Regions from separate parts of the Rattus norvegicus genome. Here region 1 is linked to region 2. Evidence: chromatin contacts called from public Hi-C data. All regions are on one chromosome and are shown on one strand. Each heading gives the region's core, a stretch centred on a gene start, on an enhancer-like site or on the middle of the called end of the contact. The rest is flanking DNA. Distances are from core to core; before and after follow the strand shown. Region 1 has its middle 98 kb from the start of Mir148a. Region 2 overlaps LOC134486579 (a long non-coding RNA gene).

Region 1 (4,895 bases), core at 1,743-4,242, 88 kb before region 2:
GCCCCCCTCCATTTCGGGTTTTCTTGGTCCTTTAGATATTTCTTTTGGCCCGGTGGGCTCACTGCTGTAGAATCTTTGTTAATCAGAGAGGTTCACTGGTGCCTGCATTAAGCTTAGGGAACTATCTGATTTGCACACCTGAGGTGTGTCTAGGGATGCAGTCATTCATAGAAGGAAGAAATTAGATTTGTGTCCTCTCTTTCAAGACCACAAGAACCCCAAGCACCCCATAAGTTTTGATGCACCCCATCACTCAATTTGTCTCAGCTCTCTTTTTCTTTCTTTCTTTTCTTCCTCTAAATATTTATTTATTCTTGTTATGTAGCCCGGGTTGTCCCTGAACTTTTGCTTCCAGAGTGCCAGGACTGTAGGCATGAGCTGTCACTCTCACCCCCCACCCTGTGGTGTCTCAGGCTTTTGGCATGTTTTGTTTCACTTAACATTTTGTTTAGTCTTGTTTTATTTTATTTTAACATTTTATTTAATCAATATGCCCGCTGTGAACACCAGTGCTTAGTAAGGATAAAAACACCTTTAGCTTTCCCCAGATAGTACATCGAGGCCCTGGCTTTCTCCTCAACCAAGGAAGGCTAATCCCGGGGAATTCAGGGACAGTATCCCTGGCATCTATCAATTTCAAGGTATTTGGTTCACGTGCGCGCCGGCGGGGGCACGGGCGCGAGGGGAGGCGCTCCGCTCAGAAAGGCCTGTGGAGAGATTTTGACTTGACATTTACTGTCACGTCGCTAAGACTAGGCCTTAAAGTGGGGCCCCTGGGGACCTGAGGCAGACCCTTTTCTGGCCCCAACGCTTCCTTGTTCTTCCTCGCGCGCCTGGCCAGTCCTGCACAGTGGCCCAGGTCCAGAATTCACCATCAGAGGATGCAAACCCGTCTGGGTTTAAACCCGGCTCTACTACCGGAAGTCATTTGACAAATCTCAGGCTGGCCTCTCTAATCTTTGCGGCTCCTCAGAGTTTTGCAAATCTTTAAACAAGCTGTAACCTTCTTCAAACAGCGCGCCAGACAGACAACCCCCAGGGTCAGGCAGACTCCATCAGCACTCCACTCACTTCCTCCAAGGTCAGGCCCACACCTCTCCCAGCACCTTTCTGTCTGCAGATTCCCATGCGCCCAGCCAGCAGCCCAAACCCAGGAACGTCTCCCACCCTGGAGGCCTGTGCCTGTGTACTGGAGACTCATGGAGCCCCTGGGGGCAGGCCGGGGAGGGGGGGAAGGGAACCCTCCGGGCAAGATCAGCGAGGTGGGGGTTGGGCGGGTGATTTATGATGCTTATCAACGTTTTAGGAAGCAGAAATTAACCTGAGGAGGATTAGGCCCCAAGCTTTGAAGCTCTTCGTTTTGTTTTCCTTCTGTCCACTCCCATGATCAAACAGTTCCCTGTTCCTTCTAACCTTCTCCTCCTCTAGTTATCTCTTCTCCCCGCTCCTCAGCCCTAGCAAGCTCCTTTGCACTGTTTCTCTTAATTTCAAATAGAAATCTCTTGACCCTAGCTACCGTGTTTCTGTCAGTGATCTAGAAACAGAAGGAAAGACCCTTCCCCCATCCCTGTCCTCTGGGAATAGTGTTTAAGGTTTGAACATTTTCTGTTTGGGAGATCAGAGGTAGCAAATCTGTAACTTTTCTTTTTCTTTGGCACTTTCTTTCCATCCAAAGCCCTTTGTCTAGTTCGCCCACCGAGACTGGCCTTCCCAGGAAGCAGGTTAGGTGGAGGTAGTTTGCTGTCGTTTCTGGTGAGTGCTAACTTCGCTTAGCTCATCACATCCCCAGGTCCTGCGGATTCCCGGATGGTCCTCCTAGTTCGCTAGTCTTCCGGGGACCCCGGACCTTGCGGTACTCTTTCCCTGCCGTCCTTTATCCTCCCCCTACGCCCCCCCCCCATCCCCGGCATCCAGGCTTCGGGCGGAACAGTCTCCCGCAGTTCCCGAAAGGCGCCTGTTGAAAAGGCAATTTCCTTGGGGGGTGTGGTCCGGCTGAGAGTAAAACAGAAACCAAGTTTGTTTGGGGTCCTGAAACCCAAACGTTTTATTGCATCCGCCTCAGAGTCAACTAACTCTTAATGAGCATCCAGGCGGGAAAAGCACGAGGAGGTTTGCTCGGTGCTCCGGAGGGGACCTGAGTGAGGGGAGTCTATTTACTTCTCTTGCAACCAGAGGTTACAACATCTTCCCCAAAAGTCTCCTTCCAGTGCCGGGGGTATAGACAGGAAAGTCAGAAGGCATCAGGTTTCAGCTCTCTGAGTAATCCAAGATCATTCAGCCAAGAAGACCTTCGAAGTTGGCCCTGTCTACAGCTTGTAATGAAAAGGGGTAATCTGTCGTGTAATGAAAAACAGTACCCACAAAAACAAACCAGCATCCGACCGCCTTCCACCTCGCACCACTCTACCCTAATACCCGCCAGTGACAAATATTACTATCCAGTTCCACCCCCAAAAGAGGAAGCAGTAGATCTTCCTCTTAATAACTTCCCAAAGTGTTACAAATAATAAAAGGGGCGCATAAATCATCGCGGGAGCGACTCAAAGCGGACCTCGAAGGATTTACTTCGCTTGAGCCTTAGCTTCCAATCGCCCTCTCATTGGCTTCTTTCTTGAAGTCCGCCCCCAGATCCGTGCTCTTATTGGTCAATATGGCAGGGTGACGCATAGAAAGGGCGTGGGGTTGGTGGGGGCTGGATATTTTTCAGTGCGCAAGCGTCCTAGGTTGTGCGGGTGTGATTGACAACCAGGGGAAAACAAGTGCGCGTGCGTGGATGAGTGAGGGAGTCAGAGACAGCGAGAGATAGAGACACAGAGACACAGAAAAAAGAAAGAGGGAGAGGGAGGAGGGCAGAGAAGATGAGAGAGAAAGAAAGGGAGAGGGGAAAGAAAGAGAGAAAGAGGTGTAAGGAGAAAGGAGAGAGCGAAGGTGAAAGAGACCGTGTGTGGTGAGGTGGTGGGTGCTGGCACTCTGGCTGCTCCAGCAGGCTAGGTGGGGGCAGTTCAGACTGCAGGCATTTCCCGCTGAGTCAGGTTGTTGTCACTCTTCCGCCACAGATCCTCTCGGAGGGCTTGAAAGGGATTCACTGAGGAGGGTAACTCTGGGGAGGGGGTAAATAGGCTTGCTTTCCTGTAGGAATCCACTTAAAATTTCTAGAAGTTTACTTTTAGACCCTGTTATTTGTGCATTCCCGGAAAAGAACACAATACAAGCCACCAGTAACCTCAGGTAATGTCCTAGGCACTCCACTTCTACCCAGCACCACCCCAGCCCTGTGTGACTTTCTCACAACACAGCTGCCACAGCTCTCTAAGCGACTTGTAATCGAAGAGGCCAGAGAAAAAGACACACCGTAAGATTGCTTGGATGGAAGGAGAAAGAAAGAAAAGAAAGAAAGAAAGAAAGAAAGAAAGAAAGAAAGAAAGAAAGAAAGAAAGAAAGAGAGAGAGAAAGACAGAAAGAAAAGAAAAAAAGTAAAGAAAATTAGATAAATGCAGCCACCAAAAATAGCGACAGAAAACAAACCAAACCAACCAACCAAACAAACAAACAAAAAAAGACAACAAAAAATAAAACAAAAATCAAAGTCGCGGAAGGACAAGTCCGTTGCCTACTGAATGGAAAATAAACCCGGTTTGTGTAGATGCTTGCTAACGCCTGCTACAAAATTCTTGAGAGGCGAGGACCGCGCCTGCAGCTGCAGTGCTGGGCCGCTGCCCGCTTCCATCCAAATTCCAACGTTTGGGAGCGAGAGGCCCCAGATTTGCTCCCTACTTAGGCCATGGATTCCTTCTTGCACATATTTTAGGGCAATAATAAACATCCTATGAATCTGCACATATTTTAAACTACAATACCCCTGGAAGACCTGAGAATGAAGGGCTTGAGTTTTACGAATTTCTAAATTAAAAAAAAAATGGCCATGACTTCTTCACAGGCCCTGCAAATGTCTTTTTTCATTAAAAATTTGTGTGTGTTGTGTATGTGTGTGTATAAATATTCTAACAAAAGCATTTCTGTCTGTGAATGCACAGTAAATAAATACAGAGGCCAGACTGAGCTAAGCATGTTATTATTGATAAAGTAAAATGTTAGTTTAGATTCTCTTTTCTGTGTTTTTTTCTTACGAAGCGATGCTTTTAGCCTGCCTCTGTATTGAAAGCAGTATTTTCTAAATACATTTATTTATAAATGCCATATTCACTTTTAATTTGACAATGATCATTTGTAACACAAAATTGTTAGCTTAATTTTAGGCGTTTTTTAATTTTTATTCACTTATTGATATTTTAAGCAGCAAACCTAAAATTAGTAACCAAGGCTTTGATGGTTGTTTATTTTTGTTTCGTTAAACGTCCTTATTTTATTAGGTAGATGTGTAGCTGAATTAATTTTTAAAACAATGAGTAAAAACGATATTTTTCTTTCGCTTTGCTAGAGCAAAAGTATATTTTCATTCTTCTCCGTCCGATTCTTTCTCTTCCAGCAGCCACAGCAAACTGACAGGCTCCAGCCTTCTGGAGGGCTAGTATGCAAATTTTGGATGATTGACACCTCTAGTGGAAACCAATCACGCTACAGTAGGCTGCTGATTGGCTGACTGTGATTTGACGTATAATTGACGTTTTAAAAATCTATTATCCAATCACAACAATTCATGCAAATAAGTGAAGGAGTCATATTACCAGAGAGCAGCGAATCTTGAGTACGCCCTCACGTGTTCAATAGCGGGTACTGCAGAAATTACTGCCAAACTACGAAATGTTCAATTCTAGTTCTCGCTTTAGCCTTTCTTAAACTTCTTTGTCACGGAATATAAACGACCATTAAACAATTCCCGAAGAGTTATGATGGTTCGTTAAAAAAAATCTATGTGGCCACAGAATTTCAGAATC
Region 2 (4,636 bases), core at 496-2,995:
GTTATTGGCTTCATTGCCGAGCCGCTTAACCACACAATCCAAGCTTTCTGTCTTCTCAGTAATAACTCTGGACCTCATGGAAAGTCTAGGTCTACACATACAAAGAGTAGAGAATAATTGGAGTAGTTATTCCAATTACTGAGGCTAGCAACCCAACTTAAAATAACCATATTAACGAGCGCTATGACTCCACATCACAGGGTATGTCTAGAAACGGCCAAAAACAAGGGATCGGTTTCTTGTCACTGTATTAAGTGCTGTTACTGGTGATAGTGGTGGTGTGCTTTTAAGCTGTTGATTCTAGTTGTTGAAATATTTTACATTTGGGTCAGTTCTTTACTTTTTGATTAAGGATGACAAGAATGGCATTCTAGGAAAGACAACTGATTTCTCGAAAGATGGATGGAAGAAAAAGTTCAGATTTGCCCATGGTATGGTATGAGTGTGAAGGAGACAAAAACATTACTTAGTATGTGGGCATTTTTGTGTTTGATGACATTGGTTCTAAAGTGACTCCTTGCCAGTGCTTTGTGTTTGCTTAAAATGAGTTTTTATTTTTATCTATTTTTACCATCTAATCTTTTAAAATTTGTTATTTTACTTTGTGTGTGTGTGTGTGTGTGTGTGTGTGTGTGTGTTTACACGTATGTGCAGCCCATGTGTGCTTGCTGTGCTCAGAGGTGAGAAGAGGGCACTGGCTTCCTTGGAGCCGGGATGATAAATGATTCTGAGCTGTCATATGGTGCTGGGAACTGAATCTGGATCCACTGAAAGAACAGCAAGTACTTGTAACAGCGGAGGCTTTTCCGGCCTCTACTTATTGCTCATGTCAATGATTTATATCCTGGCCTGCTACTTGGAAAAAACACCATGCAAGAGGACTCTAATGCAGAAAAAACTCCGGTGACAGACTAAGCTCCAGCCCCAATGCAAAGGGCACCCTTACTGCTTTGGTCTTTTGCTTGGGTGTGGATGTTGCTACTTCAGGTGGGGAGACTGAGCCTTGTGTTGTGTTTCCTGCTGTCCTTCAAGAGTTTTAAAATTGCTCCTGGGGGAGTGACGTTCAGACTTCAGCTGCATAAACTGCATTGTGACTTTAGACATCATGGAGCGCCTGTGTCTAGAGAAGTCAGTGCTGGTCTGGTGTGAACTCTGCTCCTTTGCTTGGGACACCAAAATGTAAATGTCAAAATAATACATTTTCTGAGACTGTTTGAACGTGTTTACCTGGTGACCTGTAAAGAAAGCCAAGTAGACAGATATTTAAAGTATTAAAAGTAGGGGAGTCTCTATTTTGTTAGGATGTGAACCCAAAAGAAGAAGAAAACGCCTAACATGTCCTGATGGTCATGAACAGGTTGGTGTTAGGTTCTTGATTGGTTCCTTATTTGGCGTCTGACTTTGTTTGTCCAGTGGCAAACGTCTGGGAAGGAGTGGTGGAACTGGAGACACAAGAGCTTTACCAGGAACTGAAGCAAAGATCACACTTTGTTTGAGCAGAGCCTTGAAATATACTGTTAGTGTTTTCTAGCTGGTGTGATAGAGGCCGTGACGTAGCCATGGTGTCCAAGACTCTTCTATGTTAAGCAGTTCTGTGCGGCAGACTCAGGAGTTCGTGATCTATGCTATTCCCATGGCTGCCCTTCTCTTGCGTCTCACCTTCATACACTCAGCTGTTGGATGCATAGTCAGGTTCCTATCAGTTGAGTAACCGTGCTGATCAAGAGTATGGAATAAATGAGAACAGCATGGTCCAAATTCTTCTTTCCTGACTCATTCTCTCCAGAGTCTCAGAAGAAGCATGGAGATTCCAAGAGAGCCCCCAGTTTGTGGGGAGGATGAAGAGGTTCCAAAAACGAATAAGAATTGGCAGCTTAGGGTTGTGAACCTGTCAACACCTTGAGACAGAGAAACAAATGGCTAAGATCTGGAGCGGAGAGGAACATTTTAAAACAAAGGACTTCTGCCAAAGATTCCTTAACATCCACTCCCCTTAAAATCACAACATTACAAGAAAGACACAACGGAATTTGAATACATCCATTTTCAATGAACAAACAAAGACTTACCCTTTCCCAGGAGGCAGAAACAAGTTACTGAGCCTGGTAAGAATTTACTTTTCCACAGAAAAGTAACCAGCATTTTAGTATAAGTTGATTTAGGCTCTAAGTGTGTAGAACACAATGTTTGACTTTATAAAAGAAGACCACAGAGTAGAATTAGTTTGACAGTCACCTCCTTCATACATAGAGGCAATATGGTGACCTGTGCTGAAAGCCGAGTAGACAAACATTGAAAGTATAGAGGAGGCTCTATTTTATTAGAAAATGTCTAACATGTCCTACTGGTCTCATGGACAGGTTTGAAAGTTATAGGGCACAGTGTTTTGTTCAAGCTTGTGATTCTTATGAAAGAAATGGGGACATCTAAAATGTTTGGATTAAGTTTCTAGTAACACAGTCCTCAGTATTCTCAACCACAGTTAATTTTGCCATTGCCCTGACCTTTATTAGCTAAATTAAAAAAATCACTTACATGACAATTACTCTAGCACAGTTATGATATTATAATCTATAGATTCTTTTAGAAAGTAAAGCCAAGAAGAATGTGCCTATGTATCCTTAATCTCCAGACCAATATCATTGTTAAAGATCAAAGATGTAACCAGGGAATATCCAGCTTCAATGCTATGTGGGTATGACAGCTGCCCCTGTACTTTGAACAGATCAATAACATTCATCTTTTTGGACACTTTTTAACATATTCTCTTAACAGAAACATACTTCTCACACATGGTTACGTTGATTAAGAATGGTGTAGTGGGGTTTCTCCATCATTTATTTTTAATTATTCTGATGCATGGCACTTTCTGCATACCATGTCTTAAAAGCTATCTATGTTTGTTGGGAGATGATTATGCACAGACAATACAATGCTGTGTAATTTTTAGCAACAGTGATAGTGTATATTCCTTTAAAAATAGGTATCTGTGCCATGCTATAGAGATCTACACTATACTAGAGAACACGCTGGTCTCATCTTCACAGATTTGTCTCAGCGGGGACAATGGTGATCAGCATCCACACACACACACACACACACACACACACACACACACACACACACACACACACCAATCCCCTGCCTTTCACCCTGGAGATAGACTGAAGGATGTAACAAGCCACCACAAAGTGATGTGCTACTAATTTATTTATACTTCTGGCTTGGGATTTTCCTGACTTGGTGTGGGGAGACGTTAAGTTTTATGTCGCTTGTTGAGCCTTGTTTTTTCGTCTGGGATGAAATCAGAAGATGGGCCAGCAGTATATCCGGAAGACTGAATTGTTCTTTTACATCTTTAAGAATCTGTGAGAAGCAAGAGGGGAATCCACTTAAATTGAGCACATTACCTAGAGACCCAACACAACTAATGAGCAGCAACCAGTTATTCTGTTGGAGTCAAACAGTAACACAGTTAATTTGAGGTTATCCGCAATCCACGACCACTCCAAGAGAACTGCCAAAAGAAAAGGAACTTCACTGGGGATACCACCTAGGCAATAGATGTCAGGAAATGGAGATCCTGCCTCTGGTGGCCTGAAGGACTTCTCAGGTAACCCTTGCCAGCCTAGTGGAAAGAAACCCAGAGAGGCACTGTACCTAACAGAACAGCTGTGGAAACAAAAGGCCAGAAAGATCTATGGGGAGTACAAAACAGACCAAACAGCCAGGAGTCATCTGAGAAGACAGGAGCAGAGATGGTTGTCTTTGCAGGATAGATATTTTGACATTTGTATCTTACATTATTAGGATTCAATTAAGATATATTTTGAAGAAATCTTCTACAGTATGAGCAGAAATAAGAGCATCACATAACACTGCATCTGATATCCTTATGGGGAATTCAAAGAGCAGGGATGGAGTTACAGGACACCAAGCAAAAACATAGGGCCCATGGATGGGAACAGTCACCATGGATGGGGCAGTCAACAGGATCCGGGACTGCCAAGACATCTGTCCATTGGGGCTATGCCCAGTGCTGGTCTCAAGGTATTGATCCCAACATCTTTGGATTCGGTCCTAGAGTCTCTTTTTGTACTGCTCTAGTAGATGCCATCGGCATGTTACTGTGATTTCCTGCCCACTGCCTTAGGTTGGCTTTCTGCTTCTGTGGTGGGAATGGGGAGAAAGAGCAAGAGTCACCAGAGACCTGCAAGGCAGTTTGCAAATGCTCATTTGTTAGTGAGCCATCATGCCACACATGACTGTTGCAGATGCTGTTGGTACAGATGGCCAAGGCCTGGCTCCTGGGGGTGTCTTCCTGAGGCTAGGGAGCAGGAAGGGGACAATCAAGTTAACCTCTCTGTGTCTTTCTTGTCATCGTCATCCTGCCTGACCATTTGCTCCTCTCCGCATGTGTTCCCTGTGCCAAAAACCTGCTTAATTCTGTGTTTCCTCAGGCCCAGTCTTCGTAGCCAAGACCCAGCATCTGGGTGAAGCCAGCATGTGACAGATTTATGCTCAGGAAGGGCAAGACCCCAGCAGTTCTTTCAGAATATGGGAAAGAAGCGATAGGTTCGGTGGCCCTGGCAGCACAGAGAGAGCTTTGGGTGCATGCTTGCAGAGCTTGGCTAAG

The links. A called contact is a pair of places that touch in the nucleus more often than the background predicts.
Region 1: a contact with region 2 is called in a Hi-C map of the A7r5 cell line, with 2.7 times the contacts expected there. The contact joins two enhancer-like sites. A contact is called at or near these places in 7 of 12 Hi-C or Micro-C datasets (the A7r5 cell line, Schwann cells, frontal cortex and 3 more).

Annotation. Positions count from the first base shown.
Region 1 is chr4:81,563,933-81,568,827 of GRCr8, reverse strand. No RefSeq gene overlaps it. Among named protein-coding and RNA genes, the nearest start is that of Mir148a, 98 kb to the left of the region's middle. Within about 2 kb of position 2,992, at least 27 of the 93 cell types and tissues checked have an H3K27ac peak or open chromatin away from gene starts, as enhancers often do. A contact at or near this core is called in the A7r5 cell line, where this site is marked.
Region 2 is chr4:81,474,845-81,479,480 of GRCr8, reverse strand. The region is part of intron 2 of LOC134486579 (a long non-coding RNA gene); the gene reads left to right. Among named protein-coding and RNA genes, the nearest start is that of Mir148a, 190 kb to the left of the region's middle. Within about 2 kb of position 1,745, at least 4 of the 93 cell types and tissues checked have an H3K27ac peak or open chromatin away from gene starts, as enhancers often do. A contact at or near this core is called in the A7r5 cell line, where this site is marked.